6 separate regions of the Mus musculus genome follow, and all the other regions are linked to region 2. Evidence: chromatin contacts called from public Hi-C and promoter capture Hi-C data. All regions are on one chromosome and are shown on one strand. The core of a region is the stretch at or near the end of the contact, and the rest is flanking DNA. Distances in the headings are between cores, read along the strand shown.

Evidence for each region. Promoter capture Hi-C pulls out the DNA fragments that hold promoters and counts their contacts. Hi-C and Micro-C count contacts between places; a contact is called where the count stands out from the background. Capture Hi-C pulls out chosen DNA fragments and counts their contacts.
Region 1: a promoter capture Hi-C map of liver shows a contact between it and region 2, with 8 times the contacts expected there. The contact joins the promoter of Edem3 here to the promoter of Arpc5 in region 2. A contact is called at or near these places in 14 of 39 promoter capture datasets (the 3T3-L1 cell line, the C10 cell line, the HPC-7 cell line and 10 more), 9 of 484 Hi-C or Micro-C datasets (B cells, CD4 T cells, CD8 T cells and 4 more), 2 of 115 datasets of contacts at active chromatin or transcription factors (astrocytes and cardiomyocytes) and 3 of 9 other capture datasets (adipose tissue, liver and macrophages).
Region 3: a promoter capture Hi-C map of liver shows a contact between it and region 2, with 3 times the contacts expected there. The contact joins the promoter of Niban1 here to the promoter of Arpc5 in region 2. A contact is called at or near these places in 2 of 39 promoter capture datasets (cranial neural crest and liver) and 1 of 9 other capture datasets (adipose tissue).
Region 4: a promoter capture Hi-C map of liver shows a contact between it and region 2, with 3 times the contacts expected there. The contact joins the promoter of Ivns1abp here to the promoter of Arpc5 in region 2. A contact is called at or near these places in 1 of 39 promoter capture datasets (pre-B cells), 1 of 484 Hi-C or Micro-C datasets (CD8 T cells), 1 of 115 datasets of contacts at active chromatin or transcription factors (thymic regulatory T cells) and 1 of 9 other capture datasets (liver).
Region 5: a promoter capture Hi-C map of pre-B cells shows a contact between it and region 2, with 5 times the contacts expected there. The contact joins the promoter of Glul here to the promoter of Arpc5 in region 2. A contact is called at or near these places in 1 of 39 promoter capture datasets (pre-B cells) and 3 of 484 Hi-C or Micro-C datasets (CD4 T cells, CD8 T cells and regulatory T cells).
Region 6: a Hi-C map of regulatory T cells shows a contact between it and region 2, with 7 times the contacts expected there. The contact joins the promoter of Swt1 here to the promoter of Arpc5 in region 2. A contact is called at or near these places in 4 of 39 promoter capture datasets (the C10 cell line, liver and pre-B cells), 4 of 484 Hi-C or Micro-C datasets (B cells, CD4 T cells and regulatory T cells) and 2 of 9 other capture datasets (adipose tissue and liver).

What each region holds. Positions count from the first base shown.
Region 1 is chr1:151,753,618-151,757,785 of GRCm38.p6, forward strand. Edem3 (ER degradation enhancer, mannosidase alpha-like 3) reads left to right here and starts at 1,757. Exons shown (of 20, transcript NM_001039644.2): 1 at 1,757-2,110. The coding sequence starts at 1,950. 2810414N06Rik (RIKEN cDNA 2810414N06 gene) reads right to left here and starts at 1,401. Exons shown (of 2, transcript NR_151475.1): 1 at 1,226-1,401.
Region 2 is chr1:152,763,548-152,767,952 of GRCm38.p6, forward strand. Arpc5 (actin related protein 2/3 complex, subunit 5) reads left to right here and starts at 2,995. Exons shown (of 4, transcript NM_026369.2): 1 at 2,995-3,320. The coding sequence starts at 3,178. It also overlaps a transcript of Rgl1 not described here.
Region 3 is chr1:151,569,503-151,573,621 of GRCm38.p6, forward strand. It overlaps Niban1 (niban apoptosis regulator 1), which reads left to right and starts at 1,871. Exons shown (of 14, transcript NM_022018.3): 1 at 1,871-2,082. The coding sequence starts at 2,028.
Region 4 is chr1:151,342,260-151,346,429 of GRCm38.p6, forward strand. It overlaps Ivns1abp (influenza virus NS1A binding protein), which reads left to right and starts at 2,239. Exons shown (of 15, transcript NM_054102.2): 1 at 2,239-2,496. It also overlaps the pseudogene Gm10138.
Region 5 is chr1:153,898,171-153,902,225 of GRCm38.p6, forward strand. It overlaps Glul (glutamate-ammonia ligase (glutamine synthetase)), which reads left to right and starts at 1,759. Exons shown (of 7, transcript NM_008131.4): 1 at 1,759-1,889. Gm38440 (a long non-coding RNA gene) reads right to left here and starts at 1,606. Exons shown (of 2, transcript XR_387481.3): 1 at 1,425-1,606; 2 at 1-580. It overlaps Mir8114 (microRNA 8114), which reads left to right and starts at 1,756; the gene lies at 1,756-1,866.
Region 6 is chr1:151,425,906-151,430,432 of GRCm38.p6, forward strand. Swt1 (SWT1 RNA endoribonuclease homolog (S. cerevisiae)) reads right to left here and starts at 2,530. Exons shown (of 20, transcript NM_025819.4): 1 at 2,392-2,530. It overlaps Trmt1l (tRNA methyltransferase 1 like), which reads left to right and starts at 2,637. Exons shown (of 15, transcript NM_026876.4): 1 at 2,637-3,197. The coding sequence starts at 2,972.

The DNA.
Region 1 (4,168 bases), core at 507-3,006, 1.0 Mb before region 2:
GCAAAGATAAAGAAAGGAAAAGAGTGTGAGAATTTACTTCGTAGTCGAATAGAACTTGAGGGCAGGGGCAGATCGAAGGCAGAGGGAGGAGGAATTCAGAGGGTTTGCAAATCGAAGCTTACTCTGTGGCAGTGTAGAGGAGACTAGGACGTTGCAACTGTTCAGCAAAGAGATAATGAGAGCTGGAACTAGGAAAATGTGGACTAGAAAGGCAATGGTCTGAAAGATAGTAGCGATAAGGATCTGGGTGATTTACCCACTGGTTGGACACTAGGAAAGAAGAGGGTGAGTAAACAGGTCTGAAGCATTAAATAATTTTACACTTGAGTTTCTCTTGGACCAGACAGAAAGGAAATTGAATGTAAGGCCAATGATCAGGACAGATATAAATCTAGAAATCAATCCGAGCAACAAGGTGACTTAATCCGTGTCAGAAATCACTAAAGCGAAACCCGGAGAGTACAAAGAAGCAAAGGAGTCGAAACAGAACCTTCAGGAAACACCTGCGTTTTTGAAAGAGGAGAGAAGGAAGAAAGGTTATTTTGTAACCCGGATGGTCAGAGAGATAAGACTTAAGTGGTGAGGCATTAAAAGCAAGAGGTTTCAGATAGCTCGATATTGCTGAACGGACAAATACGAAATTTACTGTGGCCACAGAGGTCACATCCAAGCTCCTCAACTCTGCCGCCACCTGCTGAAGTGGCACAAAAGAAAGACATGTGCTTTTGCAAGAGAAACCCACCTGTCATTTTACCCACAGTTAGCCTGCCAATCAGCCATTGCAACTCATTACAACATCTAGTCTTCACTAAATTAAAAAAAAAAAATCACTTTTGCATTGTACACTTCTTTCCTTCATGGGCTTTTAAGATAACTATTATTAATCACGTTCTTAGCTTTGCTTGGCCTCCTTCATTTTGAGTGTCCTGCTTAGTTGCTGGGGTACTGAATTAGAGGAGTAATTCAGGAGTTAGATTAGTGTTTGCTAACTTCTTCCAAGCCTTTGTGCAAAAGTTCAAGCTACGTGTGCAAAAGTAGAAGGACGATATATACATATTAGAGTTGTGTATATGCGCTAATGAAAGTAAAACTCTCACATGGTCGTCAAAGGTTCGAGTCATTTAGCTGTTGTTCATTTCCTAGTTTTTGTTTTGTTTTGTTTTGTTGTCATTTTCTCGAGGGCAGAAGAATATTTTCACTGTTCACCCAGGCATTCGGTACCGACCTGGGGGCAAGTCTCATTCTGTCAGCTCTCAGGAAAAAAAAAAAATCTTCAGGAAGAGAATGGCAAAGCACTCACGAGTCTCAAGGACTGGGCAGCCCACCGACGAGGTAGGGTTGGCCAAAGGTCTTGCGGAACACAGAACGCCTGGAACCTGCGTGGCCTTTACAGAATAGGACTACAAGTCCCAGAACGCAGGGCGCTACTAGGCAGAAATCTAGCAAGGCGCCTGCGCGTAGGTCTGTAGTCAAGCTGGAGGAAGCGGTGCACCTTGGGACTAGTAGTTCCTAGGTGGCAACTCCTGGGGTCGGAGGTGGATCGAAGGGACAGCTCCCTGCCCAGTCCCGCCTTTTGTCCACGTCCCGCTTCTCTGGGCCAATGCTAGGTCCTGTAGCTGCGGCCAGCCCCTCTCCGAGGCTGTCTCCATTGGTCCCGAGGCTATCTCACTTCGGCTCTACCCGGAAGTAGCCTTGGAGAGGCGGTTTCCTAGACTACGACACCGGAAAGCTGGGGGCGGTGCTCCGAGCCGTGGAGGGCGGAGGGTGGTGGCAGCGCTGGCGCTGGGGGACCGGCTCGGTGACTTCGGCAAACAGTTTGGCGCCGGCGGCCGCCAGCCTCACTCCACAGTCCGCCCTCGACACGGCTCGCAGCCTCCTCGCCGCCGGCAGCCCGCAATGTGGCCCACCGTGCCGGTGTAGCAGCTGCGCGTGCGCGGAACCGCGGGGCCATGAGCAAAGCCGGCGGCTGCCGGGGCTGTGGGTGCCGGGTCCCCCAGCGAGCGTCATGGAGCCTGGTGGCAGCGACGGCCGCGCTCTGTCTGGTGTTGGCCACGTCCGTGTGCACGGCAGGGGCCGCGCCCATGAGTAGGGAAGAGAAGCAGAAGCTTGGGTAAGGGTGCGTGGCTGTCCGGGTGGGTTTCCTCGCGCGGCTGCCAGCAGTGGAGGTGCCTGTCATTGCGCCCCCGGCGCACTGTGGACTTTTTCTGTGGTGACTGTAACAGCTGGTGAGGCTGGAGGACCTCGGTGCGGTGGACGGGGTCCAGGACGATGGGAGCTGATCCCCGGGATGTGACCTCGGGGGCTGTCGAGTGTCTCCTGGGCAGCCTGTGACATATGTAGTGTTGTGTCAGCGCCTCTGCCATGTCAGGGGCTGGTGGAGGGGCTACCGCCTGGGTGGCGGAGGCAGGGTTGGATGTCTCACCCAAGTGAGCTCCCAGCGGGAAAATGTTGCGGTGCTTACACCTGTTAAAGGAAAAGGGGCGTTCACCGGAACTTGAACTTTTCAGACTTCACTATCCCCCTTGCTGTGTTTTCTTTCCTAAATGGCACTTGTGAGCTAGAGCAGGCGATTTGATGCTATTCAGAGGCCTCGATTAAGTGTACCCCCTTAGAGTAGTTTTATGAGGCTTAAAAGTGTTCCAAAACACTATTTATAGCATTTAATCCAGTAATTCGAATACATCCGAAGTGGCACAAGTGACTAAGAACGAAGTGGAGAATCTCTGGATTTTGGCAAAACCGTGAAGTTAAGTGAGAGGAGAGGAAATGTGTGCCTGTCAGTAGCACGGCGAGTTGACTGCGAAAGATGCTTATTAAAACAGTGAAGTGGGTGGGTTTTGCTTGTCTGGTAGGTTAGCACAGAACACTAGAATGCACTGCTGATTAGTGAAGAGGTGAGAAAACTGGTGGGGATGTAAACCACGTGACTTATTGACACCAACTCCAGAATTTTAAATTGTGCTTGCTCTTTGATTCATTTCTTTCTCTGGAGAATCTATCCTACAGAAGTAAAGACACAATTAGAGATAAGTGTATAAAGGGGTGCATTTTGACAGAACAGAACAGGCTGGGGGGGGGTGTCATACATTTAGAAAGAGTTCTGTACTAAAGCAAGTTGTAGGTTAATATATAAATAGAAAGCATATTATTTTATAAGAAAAAATAGTTGCCTGAACTCAGGAAAAAATAACAGGTAACTTATCCCACAAAGGGAGGTGGAGCCATTAGGTTCTGACGTAGATACTTCTTTACTTCCGCCATTGCAAAAGAACTATACTAATTTTTAAATCACAGAGCAAATAAAAATGTGAGTAAAAGAAGATGAAGTGTTATCTATTCAAACAAAATTACCAGTGAATTCTAGACTCTTGCCTTTTCCTTTATAAGTTTAATGTATTATTTTGTGACATTTTAATGATGTTCCCACTTTGTTGGCATTTAACTCATGCCATCTCTAAAACTGTTATTCCATCGCGAGGTGGATGCTATCTCCACTGTGCAAATGAGGACATTGAGATTCAGGGTTAACTTGCTCAGAGTCTCAAAGCGGGTCAGGTTTGTGGTTTTTGGTTACATTTATATTTTTAACCTATGTCTGATCTCACAGTTCACAGTCTGTACAGTGCTGTACTTCCTTAAGATTTGGGGGAGGGGAAGTATTTCTATTATGGCTGCAAATATTTTCTTTGACATTCTTATTAAAATTTCTATATGAGTCATTGACTTGCCAGCCCCAGGTTCAGTCTCAAAAAAACCAAGCTGTACCCCCTGCGCCCGCCCTCTCCACCCCACCCCCCTCCAACCCTCCCATTCCACCCTCCACCCCTCCCCCCACTTTCCACCCCCCACTGGAATTGTGAACAGCTGCTCAGTTGCTTACACTCAAATATCTGATCATATGTAGTCTTTCAGGGAAAATATTTTTCAGGATAAGTGATCTTGCTAATATTTTTAGTTAACAGAGAATATAAATCAGTGCTTTATTGATGTTGGGAGGCAGGGTGACTTTAGAAAACCATTTTTAGAAATTATTTTGGAATGAAAAATTTTTAAATGGGGAGGATCAGATTTCCAATATGTCTTATACAGTTACTAAGTTGATATAAAACCATAGAGACTTTTTAACAGTTGAATACAGTCACTGTGTCTTTCTGTAGCTAGGTCCACT
Region 2 (4,405 bases), core at 1,745-4,244:
CTGGCACTCAGACACACACACACACACTCACACCTATACAAGCCACAGTGCACACGTGCAGGTTCAAGGAACATTTTTTAGTTGGTTCTCTCCTTCTGCCACATGGGTCCAGGTGACTGAACTTGGGCTTGGTAGCAAGGGTCTTCCCCGGCTGCGCCATCTCCCCAGCCCTGATCCTTGGCTTTTTCAGACGTCATAGAAACAAGGATCTACAAATGCAGCAGTAACCCTCTGGAAATTCAGATAGCCTAGTTATTTGCATCATAAGTACATCTTAAGCCAAGCAAATCCTTTATATAAGAGGAAAGTATTCATTTGAAAAACCCCCCAAAAATAAAATAAAATTGCCTAAGATGGTGATTCAGTATCATAGGTAACAGTAAAAATATAGAATTTACGAGACAGTAGAATACTGTGCATTTTCTAACTGGAAGATAATTAAGAACAGGTTTCTTCAGAGACAAACATTTCCTTTAAATCTTGTAAAGAAAAACAAACAAGCAAACAAACAACTATTAGCAAATGGATAGGAGGGAAGTTAATTAAGGTAGCCATTAAAATCCTAAATTTTAAATGCTATCTCAGAATTACTTTGTGAGGAAATTAGTTGATTACTTAGCAGTGGTGATGCCTAAGCACTGTGAGGCACTATGAAAAAAAGAAAGAAAAGAAAAGAAACCTGTAAAATTTAACACAATCTACCCGAGGACCAAAATTCTGAGCAATGGAGATAATTACATCCTTGAACAACTGACTTTTGTTTTTAATTCCTCGCTGTTCCATTAAGTTGTTTTCTACCCCAGGATTCTTCCCCAGCTCTAAAGAGAACGCGTGTGTGTGTGTGTGTGTGTGTGTGTGTGTGTGTGTGTGTCCAACTAAGACAAAAGGAAACACTAGGGCTTTGGAAATGGCTATGTTAGCTCTTAAATCCTCGTTTCCATCTGCACTCAACAGTGCATCTAGTGTTTAATTTTCTCTTCAAAGAAAATCTCAATTTAAAAGAACAAAAAGTACAGTCAGCTTTAACATCTAAAAGAGTATGCTGTGCAGCTTTTATGGGAGTTACACAAGATTGAAACAGAAAAAAAAAATTAAACAAATCTTTATCCTAAGTTACATAATGCCATCACCGTAACAATGTTCTTATACTCCAGCATGAGGCTTTTAAAGTAAGCACTGCTGGCAGGGAGACATGTCTCCTTTGCTGTCTTAAGACACGAGAGTTTTTACTAGCTGACAATGTGAGTGTTAATCAAGGAAATGTCACTTCTATCAACTGAATGATAAACCTAGAGGGAGTGCCACATTGCTTCTTCACAAGGAAAAGGGACACACTTCACATACAGCGCTCTCTCTACATAAACACATACATACACATGTGTGTGCCTATGATCAACAACTGTTTGATCCTGACGTCTTTCTCTTTTTGATTGAGTCTCTATTCCCAATGTTTTTATATATTTTATATTTCACTAACTCATCAAGCATGCACTAACTACCTTCTGAATACCTAATTTTATTTTATATGAAAAAAGATACATAAGAAAAAATTAGATTCAGCCCTTCAGAATCTTGGGATCTCTTTCCCCAGCAAGAATAAAACCTATCATTAGGTAGTTTATGAAGCTCGTGCTACATAACCCATAACACATTGCACACATATGCAGAATTTTAGAGTCTTTTCGAAGCATTTCCACGTATTGAGCCCTGGGAACATCCTTGTGAAAAGCACATTAGCCCCATCTTAGTACTAAGAAATCCAAGGTTCCAATTTTTAAGCAACATGCCTCAATCATGCAGATTATGAGAGCAGAAAAGTCGAGACTCAGCCTGCTTTTTGATCCCAAGCCCAGTGCTCTTTTCCAGTACGGCAGAGCAAACGAGAAAACTCAACAGGATGACATCCAGCCTTCTGCTATACGTGAAACCAGGTGGTTCTGCATCGAAGCAGGGCAAAGCCAAATGTCTGAATTAATTTTATTCTGTAAATACTTGTACTACGGTATATTACACAGAGCACAGCTATTATTTGATTAATCTTTGTGCCTCTGCCTCCTCAACAGAAGCTCTGATCTCACAAACCGGAATATGGAATATAGCAAAAAGCTGATTTGACGTGCTTCCAGGAACCTTAAACAATAAATAACAACCTTGAAAGTCCAGTCTCTATTAATCCTTGCACTCGCTATTTTCCCTCAGCACTGAAGAGCCTAACTCGCCCACCCTCTTCTGGCATTCTTGCTCCAAATAACTACTTATTTTAAGATGTGATGACTGATTCTAGAAAATGCTACAAGTTTGCCCCAATTTCACTACCTGGCCCAAGCGTCTTTTCCCTCCCTCCAGATGGAGAGAATACCTAGTTCAGATTCTGCAGGTCCGGTCGCGATGCTGTCACACAGCACTGACAGGTAAGAAGTGACCTTTTCGATTCCGTCCTTGGGGACCTCCCACCGACAGCGTGCCAAGAGTCCAAGCCGGGGAAGGGGCTCTCAGCTCGGGAAGGCAGCCCCCGGCGGCGCACGGTCCGAATGGAGGGCTCCGATCACTAGTTCCGAGCTGGGCATCACTTTGCCTCATACTCCTGCAGACTGCAGGGGACTAGGTTCTGCAGCCAGTCCATCGCACCCCACGCGCGAGTCCGGTCACCCACACTTCACACCGGACCCCAACAACCAGCGGCTGGCACCGACAGCGGCGGCGGCAGCAGCACTCCAGGCCACGCTCCCGAGGTGCCCATAGCCTCCAGCCCAAGACCCCCCGCAAGGCAGGACCGCAGAAAAGCGTTTCTATGGGAACGTCCCGGGCATCACGTGATGCTCCCCGGCGACCAATCGCGTCTCCGCGCCGCCTCTGCCAGCTTTCTGTCGACCCGCCGCCCCCGCCTCCTTCTCCAGCCCCGCCCCTTTCCTGCAGCGGGCCCGCGCGTGCGCGGTGCGTCCCGCGCGCTCCCCTGCCGACGCGCGCTCCCGGGGGACGCGGGGGCGGAGCGGGGGCTGAAGGATGGCTGCAAGCAGAGGAGGAGGCCGAGCCCGCTAGCGCGCAGGCCCAGAAGCTTGCAAGCCGCGGCTGCCGGCGACGCCCCAGAGCGGAAGAGGGAAGTGAGTCGGACCGGGCTGGGCTCGCTAAAGGAGAGGCACCGCGGAGGGGCAGGCCAGCGTCGCGTCGCGATCCGGGATGTCGAAGAACACGGTGTCGTCGGCCCGCTTCCGGAAGGTGGACGTGGACGAATATGACGAGAACAAGTTCGTGGACGAGGAGGACGGCGGCGATGGCCAGGCCGGGCCCGACGAGGGCGAGGTGGACTCGTGCCTACGGCAATATCCTTACGCTCGCGGCGGCCGGGGGTTGTGGGGACGCGGGGCCACGCGACCGGCTGTGCCCGGCTCTAGGTGGGGACGGAGGACAGGAGCTCCCGGGGCCAGCAGGCCGCCTGTACCCCGCGGCCGCGCCGGCGAACTTACCGGCGGCGCCCCGATTCCTCAGGTGCGCGGTCCTAAGCGGCCGCGCCCTCCCCGGGGCACCGCTGGTGTCCTAGTGGGCACCTGAGCCAGTCTCTGCCCGGTGGGGACACGGGCGTCCCGCTTGGAGTCTTGCTTTCCTGTCCGGTGTGTGTGGTTGGCGGAGCGGGGATAGTTTATCCCTAGCCAGGAGAGATGGAGCGGTTCGCAAATCGAGGCCCTCGGTACATTCAGCCCCGGGGCTATTTCATCGGCAGCATTGTTTATTAAGAGAGAAGGGCTTTGGCAAGGTGGCATTATAATTCATGAACGAGCCGAAGGGAGTTTTCTTCTCCAAAATTCCCAGTTAAAGCTTGGAACCTTTCACCTGCTAAGAAAAGGCCACTAAAAAAGGGATAGCGAATGCATGCAGAGAATCCCTGGGAATAATATAAGATGAACCCCAGTGAATAAAGCAGAGAATGAGTCGGTTCTATAAATCAACATTGTTTTTCTGAAATTGTTTCCCTTCTAGTTAAAACATGGCTGTCAGTTCCTGGTTCCTTGGTTTGCATATCTGAATATTCATAACCTCGAAATTCATTTGCATCGATCCCTTAGAAAAATAGAATGTTACAAAAATCCAAACTGGAGCTTTAGAAAAATCGTATTCATTAAGTCTGTTCATACAGCTCTCCCCTCATCAATTTTCTACTAGATTATAATGAAGAAAGTGAGCAAAAACAGTGGTAACCACAGCATCAAACGTACATATATGTGCAGTATAGGTTTAACTTTCATTACCATAACTTTCACAGTTGTTACTAATTTGATTATTTGTTAAAATACTTGGGTTTTTTTTTTCTTTAAAAGACCATGCAGGCTTGACAGTAGTTTATTACCTACTGTAGATAATTTTTTATTAGACCCTTTGCACAGAAATGGTGAGCTTATTCTTTGTTTGT
Region 3 (4,119 bases), core at 621-3,120, 1.2 Mb before region 2:
AGCTAACACAAGAGGAGAGTTAGGTAACCTGACCGGGTCACATGACAGCCAGTGATTTGGAGCTGAATTTGCCAGGTAATAAGTGTGTTAATTCTACTCCACACAAATCTTTCCACCCGTGACTGCACAAAAGAGAGAAGAAGGATAAATCAGACGTCACGTTTCTAAACTCAAATTTAGATTTGAACACTGAGCGGTTTAAATCATTGAGTGGCTACCCAGAAGCACTCTGTAGTCACTGAGACCCCAGCTTTTACTGAGTGCAGGCCCTTAAACTTTTTTGTTTGGTTGGTTTTTTGTTTGTTTGTTTGTATGTTTGTTGTTGTTTTGAGACTGTTTCTCTGTGTAGCCCTAGCTGTCCTGGAACCTGTTCTGTAGACCAGGCTGGCCTTGAAATCAGAGATTCGCCTGCCTCTGCCTGTCCCTCCTGAGTCCTGGGAGTAAACACTCACACCACCATGGCTGGTGTTTAGGGAGGGTTCAGGCGAAGTCTCTCGGTGTTGTTAGCTTTTCTTCTCTTTTCTTTTTTCTTTCCTTTTATTCTCCTTATTTCCTTCCTCCTTTCTTTTTCTTTTTTTCTCTCTCTCTCTTTTTGATACTGCTTTTCATGTAGCTCAAGCTGGCCTCCGACTCTCCATGTAGCCCACTCCTCCAGCGTTCGTTCGCCTCCCAGAGTGCAGGAATTGCAGATACGCACTGGCACACCTTGTTTGTGAGATGCTGAGGTGCAAACCCAGAGCTCCAGGAATGCTACTAGCAGCACTCTGTTCATGAGCCTGAAGATGTTAGCCTGTGAGAGTTGAATGAATGAGGCACCCAGAGAGGAAAACTGAGCAAGTGGTTCACCTTGGCATAGGGGAGCGAGCAGGGCAGGGGCTGGAACCTAGAGAGCAGAGACAGAAACGCTGGTAAATGAGAGGGGAAGCCCCCCACCCCTCAGGCTATAATAGACCCTTGGCTTTTCCTTTGAAGCCCGGAGCCGGGTTAGACTGTTGTGAGGCTTAATGTGAGAAACGAGGGCAGTGGAGATGGTAAGAATTCCCTGGACGTTGGACATATTTTGAAATTAGACTCGACAGGATTTTACTGATGATCTAGTGTACAGGGTGCGAGAGACTCGGTGTGTGAGCTGTGAGAAATATGTGTTAAAGTTCTGGTGAATTAACTTTAGAGGCAGCTGTGGAGAAGCCTTAAAGTCCTCTTTAGGCCTGGTTAAGTTGATAGGAATTGTAAAACTCCTGGCCACTAAGAACAGAAAGAAATCAGGATGACCCCTCTGCCCAGGGTGTTCTTGCCTGAGGCGGCCAAGCTGAAGAGATAGTGGCCTTGCATACGAGAAACCACGTGGTAAGAAGACTTGAAGGTTAAGGTGTCAGGACAGACTCCCTGGAGTCGTAGGCAGGTTCAGGGCTTACTTAGTGTGTGGAACCGGCCTTGGCTTCTCCCATTTCTCTCCCCTGCTTCCCCTTCAGTTCCCATCTCTCAAATCCAAGTGCTTGGTTACAAGAAGCTTTGACTCTCCAAGGTTCCCATACTTCCGTGCAAGGGAATTCCGGAGGTGGGGATGCGGATGGGAGTGGGGGATCTGTGGACAGGTGGCTGGAGAACAGGAAGGGGAAGGGCTCCTGACCTCCACCTGGTGGGACTGTAAATCTCCATCTGGGAGAAGTTACAGTCACATGGAAGAAGTCCGCTCTCTCCACTCCCTCCACGATGGGTCTGGGCTGTCCCCAAACTGGTGAAAAGTCAGTCTCGAGAAGGAGGAAAGTATTTTTACTATGGTTACTCCCTGGAGTTCCTAGGACAGCCCCCGGGGTTCCAGCGCAGCGAGGGCGGGAAGACAGCCCCCGGGCCAGCCCACACATCTTCCGAGGGCGCGGGCCTGGAGGAGGCGCCCGGGCCGGCGACGCCTCTCAAGGAAGTTGGCCCTTTAATTACAGAGCCAGTTCCCTGACACATCCACCTTCAGCGGCAAGCAGCAGGCGCAGTTGGTGTCAGTCCTCTGCCTCCCGTGCAGCACCGCGGCCATGGGCGGCTCAGCTTCCAGCCAGCTGGACGAGGGCAAGTGCGCCTACATCCGAGGTACGGCGGCCAGGGCGGCAGGGTGGCGCAGAGCCAGGGCTAGCCTGGTCACCTGCACGCTGATCTTCCGAGGGAGCACTGGCTAGCTGGTGCTACCGGCGGGCGTTGGGCTCCTAGACTTGCGCTCGCCTCCGGGAGCGGAGCCCCGGTGTCCTGTTTCAAGCACCCGCGACTCAGGTGGGGTAGAGAGTAGGGACGGGATGATGCAGGACACACGTGAGAGGCAGGTACTCCCAGGGTGGCTGGAGAGAACTTTGTTGGTGCCCCCTCGCACTCCACCCCTCCTGCCCCCGCCCTGTGCCCCTCCAGCCTCAGAATCTGTTCCTTCCCTGCTGGGGAGACATCTTTCTTGTTTGTACTTGGCTCTGAGTAATTTCCAAAGGTTAGAGGTTTACTGGGGTTATCCCCTCGAGTTTTGAGATTTCCTTAGTGGTAGTGGTGGGGAGTTCCTGGGCTATCAGAATTTCCCTCCGGGTCATATTGGCCTGGTTTTGTAAAGTGCAGCGCAGGCCACACCTTCTCCTGAACTTCACACCAATTGCAGGGCGATTTCATCAGAAGCAGAAAGGATGAAATCTTTACCTTTTCAGGTTGGATGGTTCCCTTCCTTCCCCTGAGAGGGAGGAAAACAAAAGGGGAAGCTCGGAGTGTTTTTGCAACAGTTGTTAAAGCTATAGATGGGGAGAAACATCTTTTTAGGAGATCTTGACCTACGGAGTGATTCAGTAAGAGAGAGACAGGCAGAAGAAACCAAAACTCGGTGGCACAGAAACTGCAGGAAATCCAGAGTTCTTATCTTTCGTTGTGTTTGGTTCTTACCCCACCCACCCTAATCTTGCCCTCAGCCACAGACATTCAGCTAGCTATGAATTTAGTGCCCCACTCCTGGCTTCCCAAGTACTTTGAAAAGTATGTATTAAAGGAGGGCTACTGATTTCTTTGAGTTAATTTTATATGCAGCCACTTTGCAGAATTTATCAGCTGTAGGAGTTCTCTGGTAGATTTTGGGGTCATTTATGTATATTATGATATCATCCAAAAATAGCGATACTTTGACTTCTTCCTTTCCGATTTGTATCCGCTTGATAATTTTTAGCTGTCTTATTGCTCTGGCTAGAACTTGCAGTACTATACTGAATAGATAGGGAGAGAGTGAGCAGCCTTTACTTTGTTATGCTTGCAAACTGGAGTCTAGCATGATTGTCCTCTTAGAGGCTCCAACCAGCAGCTGACTCATACAGATGCAGACACCCACAGCCAAACAGTGGATGGGGCTTGGGGACTCGTATAGAAGAAGAGGAGGAAGGATTGCTGCCCTGAAGGGAATAGGAACTCCACAGGAAGACCAACAGAGTCAACTAACCTGGACTCTTAGGGTTCTCAGAGACTGAACTACCAGCCAAAGAATATACACAGGCTGGACCTAGGCCTCCCTGCACATATGTAGCAGATGTGTAGTTTGGTCTCCACGTGGTTCCCAAACAACTGGAAGGGGGTTATCCCAAAAGCTGCCCATGGGATGTGTTCTTCTAGCTGGGCTGCCTTCAGTGGGAAAGGATGTGCCTGGCCTCGAAGAGACTTTATGTGCCAGGGTAGGGGTGTACCCAGGGGGCCTCCACCCACTCAGAGGAGAAGGGGAGGGGTTCGGGGGAAAGCATTGTGGGAGGGGGTGACTGGGATGGGGCCAGTGAATAGGATGTAAAGTGAATTTTTAAAAAGTATGTATTAAGCTCCAAGTTTTACTTTAACTTTTTAGAAGAAACAGTGAACTTTTTCCTGATGCCCCTTTCTGGCCCTTAAGATTATATCTAAAAGAAATACATTTATTCATTTATTAATTCTGTATTTGTTGTCAGTCATAGTGTTTCAAAACCTTTTTAAAGGGTGCCATATAAAGGCAGATTCAAGGCAGGAGCTATAATTGATTTTCCAGATTCTTGCTTCTGCTCACTTCGGGACAGGGAGTTATCAGTGTGAGGGGACAAGCTCAGTCACTTGTCCCTCAGTGGTGGTCTTGGCCCTCTGCACAGGGAGAAA
Region 4 (4,170 bases), core at 989-3,488, 1.4 Mb before region 2:
AGACAGGATGATAATAAGTTCATATTCAGACTGGGCTACATAAGACCCCCCCCCCCCCGCCCACACACACACACACACACACATGCACATCCACACACAACGTATTGGAATTAAGCTGCTGAAGTCTAGTAGCTGGAGTGCAGCCACAGAAGCATGGCCTGCACGGCCTGCATGGCTGCATGGCCTGGGGCAGATCCTTCCCTAGTCTTAGAGAAAGAACCTCTGACTAGTCCCTTTATCTCAGACTTAACTTCCTATAACTGGACACAGACATCTTTCTCTTAAAACAGTCTGTGATAATTTGTTACACTAGCCCTAGGAATTAAGTACATTGAGAATAAACAAATCATTGGCCAGAATTCAGTATGGGACAATATCTGAAGCATGATCAAAGAGAAACAACAAAGGTGATTATTGTCACCAATTCCCAACTTATCTGACATAAAACATACACCCAAATAAATTAATAATGATCAGTCTTAGAAAATCTGTGTATATAATGTGTTTGTGTGTTTACAGTGTTAGAGATGAAACCCAAGCACCCTGGTGCTTTAGGCAAGCACTCTACTGCTAAACTATGTTCTCCGCCCCGAGATCAACATTATGTCCTTTGTTACTATTACAAAGAATGCAAATAATCATTTATGGCTCACTTCCAAGTGTCAGTGGCTATTATACATACTGAGATGCCTGAAAGACAGATACTATGTAAAATTATGCCAGGATTCATAGAGCAGGAAATACTGAAGGCCAAAATGCACTGACTCCGATCACACTGTCGCTTTAAGAGAGTGTTGACTGTTCCAGATTACAAAGACGCTATTTAGTGTACAGCAAGTAGGACCATGTGTCCGGCAGGCCAGTCATGTGCCTGTCCCAAGTGGGCAGTTCATATTCTCTCACTGCCAGAAGGAGCTCAGTAATCCAGGTCCCTAATAGTGTCATTTGCAACAAAAGTAATGTGCTATCAAAGAGAAAAGCTGGACGGCAAATGCCAGTTTCTCTAAGACACATAATCATACTAGCTGACAGCTCAGTTTCTACTTCCTCCTTTTGTGAAACAACAACAAAAAAGAAACGTCTCCTGGCCACAAGATCTTATTTTTTAAAAGTAATGAAGACCCCCCTCCCAATTTCTATTTCCTACCCGCTAACACATTAAAGAAGGGTAGGAAGCATTGTCAAAGAGCTCCAAGAAATGGCTACAAATTAAGCGGGATGATCAAAGTCAGGTCTAGACTGTGTAAGCGCCCTCTATAAACCAGTATAAGCATTAATCTGGAAACCTTTACCTAACTCGATTATGTGTATACTTTATAGACCTTTGGATATAATCTCACCAAATCCCCTCATCTTCAATCAAGGAAACTTCCCAGCATGTGCTTCAGAGTCATATGAAGAAGTGGAGCCCAGCTTAAATCACATTTGACCTAAACAACTGCCTGCCTCCTAGGGGCAAGGTGGGTGGATGACTGGGCTTGGCTCCTGGGTTAAAAGGCCCCAGGGGGTAGAGATAGGGACTAACAATTCCCCAAGCTACTTTTCTTTGTCCAAAGAAGTCGAGACATCAGGAACTGATACCAGAGGGGGACAAAAAGTAGAAGTGAACACGCATTTTATGGCACACCGATAATATCTCTTTCACCTTTTTTTTTTTTTTTTTTTTTTTTAAACACACTCACTGAATGCTCACCCAAAGCAGGCCAATAGAGGGGCTAGTTGTTCAGGCCCTCCTCTGACTTATCCCTTCTTCCTCCATTCTTCTCACCCCTCCACCTCCAAGGTAAGAGCCTGATGCTCAACTACTGCCGCGGGGTTCCCACAACACGCAGCTCCAGTCTAGGCTAGTTGCCTAGAAGTCAGTGTGACGCTGAGAACTCTAATCGCCACGTCGGATCTCTGGAGAAGGTAGGGCAGGTGGAAGAGGAAGGAGGGAACCAGTTCCTGGACAGTGGAAAAAAAAGGGCGAAGCGAGGGTGTGAGGCTCGGGAGGGAGCGCGCGCTCGATAAGTAACAGGAGGAGCGGTCCCCGCCGCCCCGCTCTCCCGGATCACCTTGCGCTGACCTAGTTGAGCCGAGAAGGAAGGAGGGGGCGGTTGAGGAAAAGAGCTATGAGGTGGGCGGGGCCCTGTCCGGGGGCGGAGCCTCAGAGCGGGATCTTCCCGGGAGCTCGCCTGTGATTCGCTCAGGCATCAGAGCCGGAAGCGGCCGGGAGGCGTTGGCGGCAGCGCACGTGGTGACGTGCGAGGGAGTGCGGCGCGAGCGCGCGCGGCGGCGGCGGCGGTGGCAGTGTGTTCGGGACGCGCGTGGAGGTCGGTCAGTCGCTCGGAGGTGCTGGGCGCGTCGTGGCGGCGAGCGAGTTCCCGCGAGTACCCACTGGTCTTCCTCAGCCCGCAGCCTCCCGCCCGGTCGCCCCGAGCCCCTTCCAGCGCCTTCCGCCTGCAGCCCGTCGAAGCTCTGGAGATGAATTTCGCCATCTCTTCAGAGATGACCCAGGTAACGCGCTGTACGCGGGCGCCGCGGGAGGGAGAGGGCGGGGTGGGAAGATGGTGGTGGTGCGGAGCGTCCCGCTGTCCCGGGAGACACGGGCATCGCGGGGCTCCGCATTCGGCTCGGTTGCCGGCTGGCGGGGGAAGAGCGCGGTGGTCCCGGACCTTCCTCCGCCGGGGCGGGGATCGTCAGGCTTCCGCGCTGGGTGACGGAGGGTCCCCGGGACCTGGCCCGGCGGAGGACTAGGAGGGATGACCCGCCGGATGAGAGCGGCGGCCACCGAGGACTGTAGACATCGTTTCCCGCTGTCAGGAGCGAGGTGCCGGCTGCGGTTTGGGGCTCTCCGGGCTAAGACTCCCCGCGGCCGGCGCGTGGGGACACAGAGCCGCCCTCAGAGCGCATCGGTTCCAGGGGTTAGGCGTGGGGTGGCACGGAGTCCCTGGTCGCCGTGGACCACGGGGTCCTTTGTTCGAGCTCCACGTTGCCCGCTTTTCTTGCCAAGCGCGGGGAAAAGGAGGCGGGAGGAGCGAGGGAGCGGCTGCCCTGACGTGTCAGCTCTGAGTGACTGCGCCGCCGGCCAATCGCGGCCAATCGCGGCCGGGGGTGTGCGGGTGCCTCGCTGTACCCGCCGAGAGCGCGCCCCAGGCCTTGCAGCGCGGGGTCCCCGGCGCGCCGGGGCACAGGCTCCATGTTCTCTGAAAGAAATAGGTGGAGAGCAGGCTTTTCGTCCGATCACCTTTTTTTTTTTTTTTCTATTTTTGGGTAAAGGACCTCGTTGATAAGACACCGGGGAGTGTCAGAGTGGAGATTAACGTAAGGAAATCTGTACACACACACACACAAATTTGAGAAATATTTCCGCCTTTCCCTCAATAAGTTGCAGATAAATGATTCCGGAGAGCAAACATTTCGATCAAAAAGAAGTCGGACGGCCTAAAAGGCAACGTTTTGTTTAATGTCTGTCAGTAGTGGAGGTTAGAACACCCAGATATCAAGTTCTTAGGAGTTTTGTTGTGGTCTCCTGTTTTGGCAATACACCATAGCTCTGGAAGTAAGAGCACACAAGCCGCACGGACTAAATCACCTTAGCCATATTTTCTTTAATTTTAACACCAGTGGTTGACTTAGGAAAAAAATAACTAAGAAAATAGTTTCAGGTTGAATCCTGCTAAGTCTTTAATATCTTTAAAATGTTAAAGGACTTATTTGTAAGCCTGGATGTAAACATTGACTGGGTAGAACTGGATTGAAACCAATATGCTGTAATGCCACCTAGCAGGCATTATATCAAACCCACACTTTGGTGGCTTCCTTGCAGGGAGGCCTGGGGTGGCTTTCTTTTGATTTCCTAATTAGTGAAATCTTGAGTTAATTAATAGATTCCCATTTCTGTAGCCTTTGTCTTAATTTATAGTTGCCTTCTAACTTTGTCTTTTCCAAAGACAGCATTTCACGCTTTATTTTAGTTATTGGTGGGAGGTTGACCTTGTTTTTGCATTTCTTGTTTGGATGTTTTAAGTGCCATATAAATTTAGTTTTTCAAAAAAGTTTCTTGACTGTCTTGGCCAGTGATATTAATGTGACTTACCCCAGAGGGTTTTTTGTTGTTTTTGTTCGTTTGTTTGGTTGGGTTTTTGTTTGTTTGTTTTTGTTTTCTAGCTTTTTAGCAGTTTGATGGTA
Region 5 (4,055 bases), core at 509-3,008, 1.1 Mb after region 2:
GATGCAGTGTATAACACACACGTGCATGTGTGCATACATGCATGCACACACAGAGTAATCATGGAAAGAAACGACTCAGTCTCTTCAGATTATATTGACCTATGAGATGACATCGTCTTCCTAACACTCCTCATGTTCCAGGTCCCACTGTCATCCCCGCTACAAATGCTAAGACAGAGCTTGTGTGGCTACTAATTTGGCTACTACTCAGAATGAACTTGGGTTTGCCCGACGTGAAGCCCCGCTGTTGAACAACCTCATGGTAAAACGCTTCACACAGTACTGACTAGGACACAGAATTTGCAAGGTGCCTTTCTGGTCCAAAGCCTATTCAAATCCCCACCTGTGGGGCATGCTGCTTCTGTGAGCCACTGTGTCAGACACACTCAGGGGAAATTGACAGAGGTTGACCTAACAGGCCGAGCTATGTGTGTGGGGTCACAGGCAACCTTTCTTTTTCATATTTGTGGTGCATACACAGAAGCAGAAGCACAAACTTCATCCCTTCCTCTTCCAAAGGCACTGAGAGCGTGGGTTTCTGGCATCTAGAGAGAAAACTTCATCTCGAATGCCAGAAGTCCTGAAAGATAAAGCCCAGCCATGAGGTGGATTTCATGTACTAGAAAGAGACTGCTCAGAGCATAGCATTAATAACAATATATGGGCCACGTCTATTTTTTTACAGGTAAATTCTGTGCACATTTTCAGCTTGTCTCACTACAGTATTCACACACTATCTCAGCCATCACTGCAGGGTTAAGAAAGGAAAGAGAAAACTCTCATTCCCTCTCCCCCAACACACACACACAGTTAAAAACAACTTGGGAAGCAAAGCCAGGGGTTCCCCCCACCCCTCTTGCTTTTTTGTTTGTTTTCTCTGTGAAACCCTGGTTGTCCTGGAATTCCCTCTGTAGAGAAGACTGGCCTCGAACTCAGGAGACCCACCCGCCTCTGCCTCCTGAGTGCTAGGATTAAAGGCGTGTGCCACCCCCGCTTTCCCTCCTGAGTGCTAGGATTAAAGGCATGTTGCCACCCTGCTTTCCCGGTCAACTGCTCTGAAAGTCCTTCCATCTGCTTTATTTTGCAGATCCAAGGAAAGGCTGAGAGACGGGAACACACACACACAAGGCAACATCAAATAGACTATGGACGTCCAGAATCCTCTTTATAGAAACATCACACTTGTGTTTAAACCGTGAAATCACAGTCTGACCACTTCCCCCAAATCCACTCAGGAAACCAGGAAGATAGGGTCCTCCAGGTTCTGGGAATCGTGTTTCTCTCTCTCTCTCCCCGCGCCTGATCAGGGCTCCCTGCCTCTCCCCAGCCCAACCCGTCCCCAGGCTCGCTCAACAAACAAAGGGTAAAATTCTCTTCTGGGGTTCTGGATTTTCAGTGACAGATCTCCTCGAAAACCTCTGTACCGTTAAGGAAGCAAAGAGCCGAGGCCAAATGACTCTGAGGAAGCCTCAGCCTGGGTCCGAGGGTCCAGAGGTCGCTTAAGAACGCAAGCTGCAAATGCATCCTGCACCTTCGGCCCTGGCCCTCCTCCAGCCGCCGCTGCCTCCCCTCCCCCACTCCCCTTTCTCTTTCTTTCTTCTGGGTCTCGCTCGCCCCACCCTGAGGCTCCCGCACAGTTCCTCGGCCAATGGCCTCAGGGCCCCGGCGCGCAGCAGCTGATGGGCGCGGGTTTCCTGGCCTAGGTCAGCCAATCAAGGCGACTGGGGGCGGGCACAAGCTGTCAATAAAAAGTACCGAGCAGCCAGCGACCCTGCAGAGCGGAGAATGGGAGTAGAGCAGAGTGTCTGAACAGCACGCTCACCCATCTCCTCTCCGCCTCGCTCTCCTGACCTGTTCACCCATCCATCATCCGGCCGGCCACCGCTCTGGTAAGCGCACGGAGGGTCCAGGAATGTACGGCCGCCCGGGCTGTGGGGTCGCACTCTACTTCCCAGCTCCAGTCAGCTGCTGTACGGAGCGGGATGCAGCGCTCGTGCCTCCCGCGTGTTTGCAGCGTGCGGCCCGGGCCGGCTCTGCTTGGTGTTCCTAGGACGCGCTGTGAGCCAAGCTCCGGGAAGGGCGGGGTTGCGGGTTGTTTTGATCTGTTCTATACTTGCGGCCGGAGGCGCCGCCCCGGGAGGCAGGCGCCGTTGGCTGGGGTTCACGCTGAGATGGGGGCTTTCCGGTGGTCCCAGCGGGAGAGGGTTCTTGCCTTAGGTGGGCGCAGGCGCCTTGATCCTCTCTTCCTGGCGGCGCATTTGGGGGGCGTCGTCACGCTGTGGGTGGTCTGGTTGAGGATGGTGGTCCTAAGCGTTGATGGCACCACTCCCCAGCTCCCAACGCCGTGTCCTAGGCCTTTACCATATGACCGAACAATGGAGAGCCGGAGCCCCGGAGTGGCCGGCGGGCTCCGCAGTGGAGAGGCCGCGCCAAGCGGAGGCAGCAGCGGCGCGCTGTGCCTCCCGCGGTCGCCCCACTCTCGCCACCCGGCCTCTACCCTCGCCGGGGTATGGCCCCCTGGGAGAGGCCTTGAGATCTACGCGGGCCCGAGGGTCGCGGCACCGACTTTCCGGACATTTTAGTGGGAAGGCTGCTTTCAAAGTGGATTGCCCCAACTCCTCCGGGGGCGGGAAGCGGGGATCCTCCCCCAGCCGCAAATACTCAAAGAAACCAACCATTGAAGACGTAGAAGATGGAGATTCTCGGTCCTCAGAGTCCCCTTCTAATACTTTAGGCTTCGTTGCCTACTCTGTGAACTCCGGGGAGAAGTCGAGGGTTAAGATTAAATCGCACCCGTCTTATTCCAGCACCTCCCCCTCCGAACGGTCTGGGTCCCCCACTCCATCGCCCTCGCCCAAAAAGCTCCGTTGCTTAGACCAGCGAGAAATCGAGAACGAGGAGAGGCATGAACACTGCTCTAAAAAGAGGAGGTCTAGAGAGTACAACCCCAGTGCATTTGATTCTCATTGGCTGGGGTGAGTAAAAGTCAGGGCGAAGGACCCCGGGTGCATCTGGCAACCCGCAGAAACTACTCAGAATTTTAAGAACCCATTCCACTTTGCACTACAGGGACACCAGTTGGTGCTATCTATGTACACTAGGCTGCTGGCACCCAGCTGGTCTCAGGGAACCAGGGCCAGAGGAGGAACTCAGGTTCCCCTAACAGTTCATTAATGCTGGATGTGTGTGTGTGGGGGGCGGGGGGCACGGCAGAGGAGGAAAGCTGATGAGTGGTGTAAATTGAAGCCATCTAGAATTACAATCCGGGCCTCTAAGTGGTGTAGGCAGAGGCTTTGGTTCTGCATCGGACTTGACAGCAGAGGCTCATCTGTTCCCCGGGGGAAGGGTGAGGCTTTTGGAGGGAGAGGCAGTTGTTTTCACTTGGGCAAACATGGACGGTTGCCCATAGAAACTTTGCCACTGTACTTCAGAAAGTTGCCCAAGTCATTGGAGGAGAACAATATGTTCCCTCTCCAGCTATCCGGGGAGATTAGGGAGGGAGGGGGGCATTTCCTCTTGTGTTTTGAGGCTGGTTTTTTGTAGCCTCACATTCATCGAAGATCTTGCCCCGACTCCTGTGGCTTGTAAACTTAGAAGTGGGATTTTTCTACGTACCAGAAAATATTATCCGGTGGGATCGTCAAATACTGTTAATTTTCACATTGAAATCTGTCTCTGGAGTAAGGCTTTTCACCACAGTAATGAAGTCAGCAGTTGAGGCCTGGTGTGGAGGGGGCATACCTTTAATCCCAGCTCTCAGGAGGCAGAGACTGGTAGATCCTCTGATTTTGAGGAAAGCTTGGTGTAAATAATGAGTAAGTAATTACTAGGACAGAGAGAGGGCTTGTTGAGATTTCTCTGTCTCAAAAAAAAAAAAAAAAAACCAAAAAACCAGTCAGCAGTGTGCTCCTTGGAGTATGGCTTTACTTTTTACCACCTTAGTGGTGGCAGATAATACAGGTCCTTTCTTTCTCCCAGGAATATGTTAGCCTTTAAAGTCTTACAGCTAGCCCTAGTATTTCATTGTGTAATCTAAAGATGGTGGTGGCATACAC
Region 6 (4,527 bases), core at 1,280-3,779, 1.3 Mb before region 2:
CTACACAGAGAAACCCTGTCTCTAAATAAATAAATAAATAAATAGAAAGAATTATTTTAAAATAAATTTAAGGTTTTCAGAAATGTTAGATTTGTATTTATTTTAAATCTCTATAACCCTGGGTCCAATAAAATCATTTCAAGCAAAAAGGGATCAAAGGTAGAAAAATTCTAAAATGTCCTGCCATAAGATTGTTCACCTAAAACATTGCAGCTTTTGGTTCAATAATGCTTATATAGCATCTTCCATAATAAACAGGACTAACCCGTATAATCAAAGCCACTGCATGGTATATATTAGCTAGGATTTCTATTGCTATAATAAAAACCATGATTAAAAGCAACTTGAGGAGGGTTTATTTCACTGACATTTCCACAACACAGTCACTCAAATAGTCCAGCAACCAAAATCAAGTTTCTGGCATGTGAGTAACTTTGAAGCTGACCCATGTCAAGTCTTTACCTGACAACAGTGGATCTACCAGGTAGCTTCAGTATATCGTCGTTAAAGACCCAAATCCTAATACAGCCAGGAAGTTCATTTTTAATTCCTGGTCCACAAAAACTGTTGAAATTATTTTTATTGTTGCTTAACAGGGCCGGGCGTGGTGGCGCACGCCTTTAATCCCAGCACTTGGGAGGCAGAGGCAGGCTGTTTTTCTGAGTTCAAGGCCAGCCTGGTCTACAGAGTGAGTTCCAAGACAGCCAGGGCTACACAGAGAAACCTTGATGTGAAAAAACAAACAAACAAAAATATAAGATAGCTTATGCAGTAATGCAACTGATGCTTAATATACTCTCCTAAGCCTTTAAACTGAAAATTCCCTCATGCTTAGAAATTCTGAATTTAAACTGCCACAGAATCCCCATGCTAACATTAAATTGTTGTCATCTGTTTTCTAGCTGGTGTTAAATAAGGTTAAAATATTGAGTCAAGCTCTCAAATTAATCATTTACTCTTTTTATAAATGGGAAAAAAAAAAAAACAAGTACTACAAGTACTAAGGATGTCATTTAGAGCTAAGACACAGTGCCTGTTATGAATACCAAAGGCAGAGGGAGGGGTGAGGTGGGGTGAGGTGTTCTGTCAATTAAAAATAATACCATTTCTTTTTTTTTAATATATTATGTATTTATGTGCTTTATGTGTTTTGTCTGCATTCAAGTCTCTGTGAGGGCATCAAATCCCTGGGACCTGGAGTTACAGATGGTTTCCATCTGTCAAGTGGATGGCTGGGAACTGATAAGAGTCTTCCGCAAGAAAAGCAGGTGACCTAAACCACTGAACAATCTCTCTGGTCCTAGTTACCATTTCTACAGGTTGTAATAGGTGCTATTGTCTCACTTTTAATCGTTAAATAGTTAACTCCCCACATAGGAATCCTAGTCCAAAAGCGGTTAAAAGGCCTTCAGTCGTCTTGTGGGGCCAGGCTTCTGACCTTTAAGCTAAGGAGCTAAGCAAATACTTTACCACTGAGATAAGTACATTCGTAGCCCTTAAGGGCTTTAGAACTTGCAAAAGACTGGTGGGGACAAAGTTTACGTTAAACTGGGGAAGGAAAAACACCTTCAAACACTCCAACTAGGAAGGACAATGAGAGAGCAAAACTTCCAGACAGCATTTCAAAGTAACAAACAATCACACACCGTCTCCTATGGTTTCCCAACAGAGGAAAAAAACCTGAGAACCTCCCCTCTTGCCTTAAACGCTCAAGACAGTCCGAAGCAGGCAACCTGAAAGAAAGATCAATTTGGGTTGTTTTTGTTTTGTTTTTCCAGTCTGCTCCAGTGTGCTTATTAGAAATAAAGTGAAGAGAACAAATAAGACTTCGGTGATAAACAAGTCCAGGATATATATATTTATAAAACTTGAGGCGCAGAGGATTCCCTGGCCATATTCCTTAGAGAATCTGAAATGCATCAAAGTGATACATTTGTTAGTAAAAGCCTAAAAAAAAACAAAACAAAACAGGTCAAAACTGCAAAACAATCTCCTACAACCACACCGCGCCTATTCTGCTATCCTTAACCTAGAGGCAAAATTGAAAAAGTGAAGAGCGTCCGGGTCGCAAGTTGTGGGGGGGAAAGTTGTGGAGAGCGGAGTCAGGACTCTACCTCAGGGGGCTGACAGAAAAGTGCTTCTGGGATTCATAAACTGCCTCGGCCCACCCCCACACAAGCCGCCATCGGTCCCCCCACCGCCTCAGGTCCAGCTGGAGCAACCCGGCCACACACTCCACGAGCCGGCCGACCTCCGACCAGCCCCCGCAGTCGCCCGGCCCAGACCTCAGCTCGCGGGTCCCGAGCCCGACCGACGTCCGGGTACAGGAGGCCAGCAGTGAAAAGCTGTCGCCCAGAGAGATGTCCACGCGCCCGGAATACCCTAACTTACCTGAGTCCGCGGCAGCAGCAGCCACAGCGACAGTGGCGATTCCCCGGACCAGTCGGACACCCAAAGCGCCTTCCCAGAGCCCGCTGCACACTGGGAAATGTAGTTCTGTACTCGGACCCCCGCCAGGAGCCGAACGCTCCAGGCAATTCTAGAGTTCTCGGCGCTCTGTGTGTGTTTCCTCCAAGGACCGGAACTGAGCACCGCCCATGAGGCGCGATGCCTCCTGGGTGTTGTAGTCTTATTTCGGTTCGGTGGCGGCCAGTGATGCAGAGGACGTACCGAGGAAACGGAACTCTTTTTCCTCATTGGACACTGTCCGCCACACGCTTCTGCGCAGTCTGTGGTGGCGTCGTAACGCCTCGGGGAAGGGGAAGCCGGCGAAGGGTCGAACCGCTGCCTCTGGCTTTCAGTTTTTCTGCTGACAGGGTTGGGTCACTGGAGCTCCGCCGTTTGTCTGTGGCACGCGTACAGCCTTCCCAATTGCTTCCCCGCCCTTGGATCCAGCCCTGTGTGCATTAACGTCTATTAACCCACTCCGCCGCGAGTCCCCTCCGCGTCCCCTGGCTCGGAGGCCGTAACTATGGAGAATATGGCGGAGGAGGAGCTGCTACCCCAGGAGAAGGAGGAGGCCCAGGTCAGGGTCCCGACCCGGGCCCCGGATTCGGCTCCGGTCCCAGCTCCGGCCGCAGATACGGCTCTGGACTCGGCTCCGACGCCGGACTCGGATCCAGCCCCAGCCCTTGCCCCGGCCCCGGCTCCGGCCCTGTCCCCGTCCCTAGCCTCTGTCCCCGAGGAGGCTGAAAGCAGTAAGTGCAGACGGCCTGATCTCTCTGCCGCAGAGAAGCGAGAAACCATGCCTCGCTGGGGAATAGGGGAGGCCCTTCTCCAGGGTGTTTTTTTTAATGTGGAAAGGCAAATTTAGAAAAATGGGAGGAGGAGGAGGAACCAGAGCGGCAGGTAAGAGTAAAAGGAATACAGCATGGAAAGGGATACTTCTTCCATAAACCTCGAGGATATCATCCTGAAGGATATATGAAGGCCAGGCGTGAGGCAGAGAAAAATAAACAATGAAATTAGTGGCTGTGTCCGTTAGTGTCTTTAGTAGTTTCCATCTCAACCCAGTCTACAATAGTTTTAAAACTTTCCACTGTGTTACAGTAATGGAGGTACTAAGGTAGTAGTAGATCAAGATTGAGAAACTGAAAGCATTTTTCAGTCAGGACTTATACACACTGATGGATTTGTCTCATTGCTGGAGTATACTTTGCTCCCGAGAATAGAAACTCCGTCTCTTGTATCTGCCAAATACTAATTGAGCTTTGTACTTCATTCCAAAGGACAACGATCGTGAAAACGTATAGCCCATATTTTTATTTTCTGAATGTGTTTATACATGTTCCGAGTGGTGGTTTTTCGGTTCATATAAGAAACATAAGACTGATAATTATTAGCATTTTAAGGATCTTCTTAACATTTTGCACAGCGGGCCTAAAAAAAAAAAATTCAACGAGTTTTGTTTTTTTTTTCAACAAATCTGTGGTCCATAAATGGATCTTTATACTCCTTCTGAATTATCGCGTGAGGAATTAATTCATATTTCTAGGCCAGTTGGGGGTTAAATGTACATAAAACAGTCATAATCTAAGAGAATTATTTTGCAGTTCTACAACCACATTCAAGAGCAGCAGAATTGATCCCAGGAAAGACAAAAATCATCCAGTAGACTCATCATTTGGGATCACAGCTTTTAGTGCAAAACAAGGCCTTTTCTCCCTCTACATACAACCTGATGGATAGGGACTTTTACACTGTTAAGGGAATAGCTACCACCCACCTGATCATGTTTAAATCGGACATAGTTCAGCTGTTTGGGGAATGCTTCTTTACTTCTTCACCATTTTAATGCCTTAAAATGCCTCATGGGGCATAGTGACTCCTCATGGTATGTATGCCTGTAATCCTAACACTCCAGAGATTCAGGCAGGCCTGGTAGCTTGGAGATCAACCTGAGCTGCCTAGGGAGACATTGTCCCAAAAGTCTGTCTTAGGGGAAGAGGGTTGCAAACATTTGATTATATGTGCTACAACAATTACAAATTTCTACTGTGAAGAATTTGTGCTGTTGAAACCTTTAAA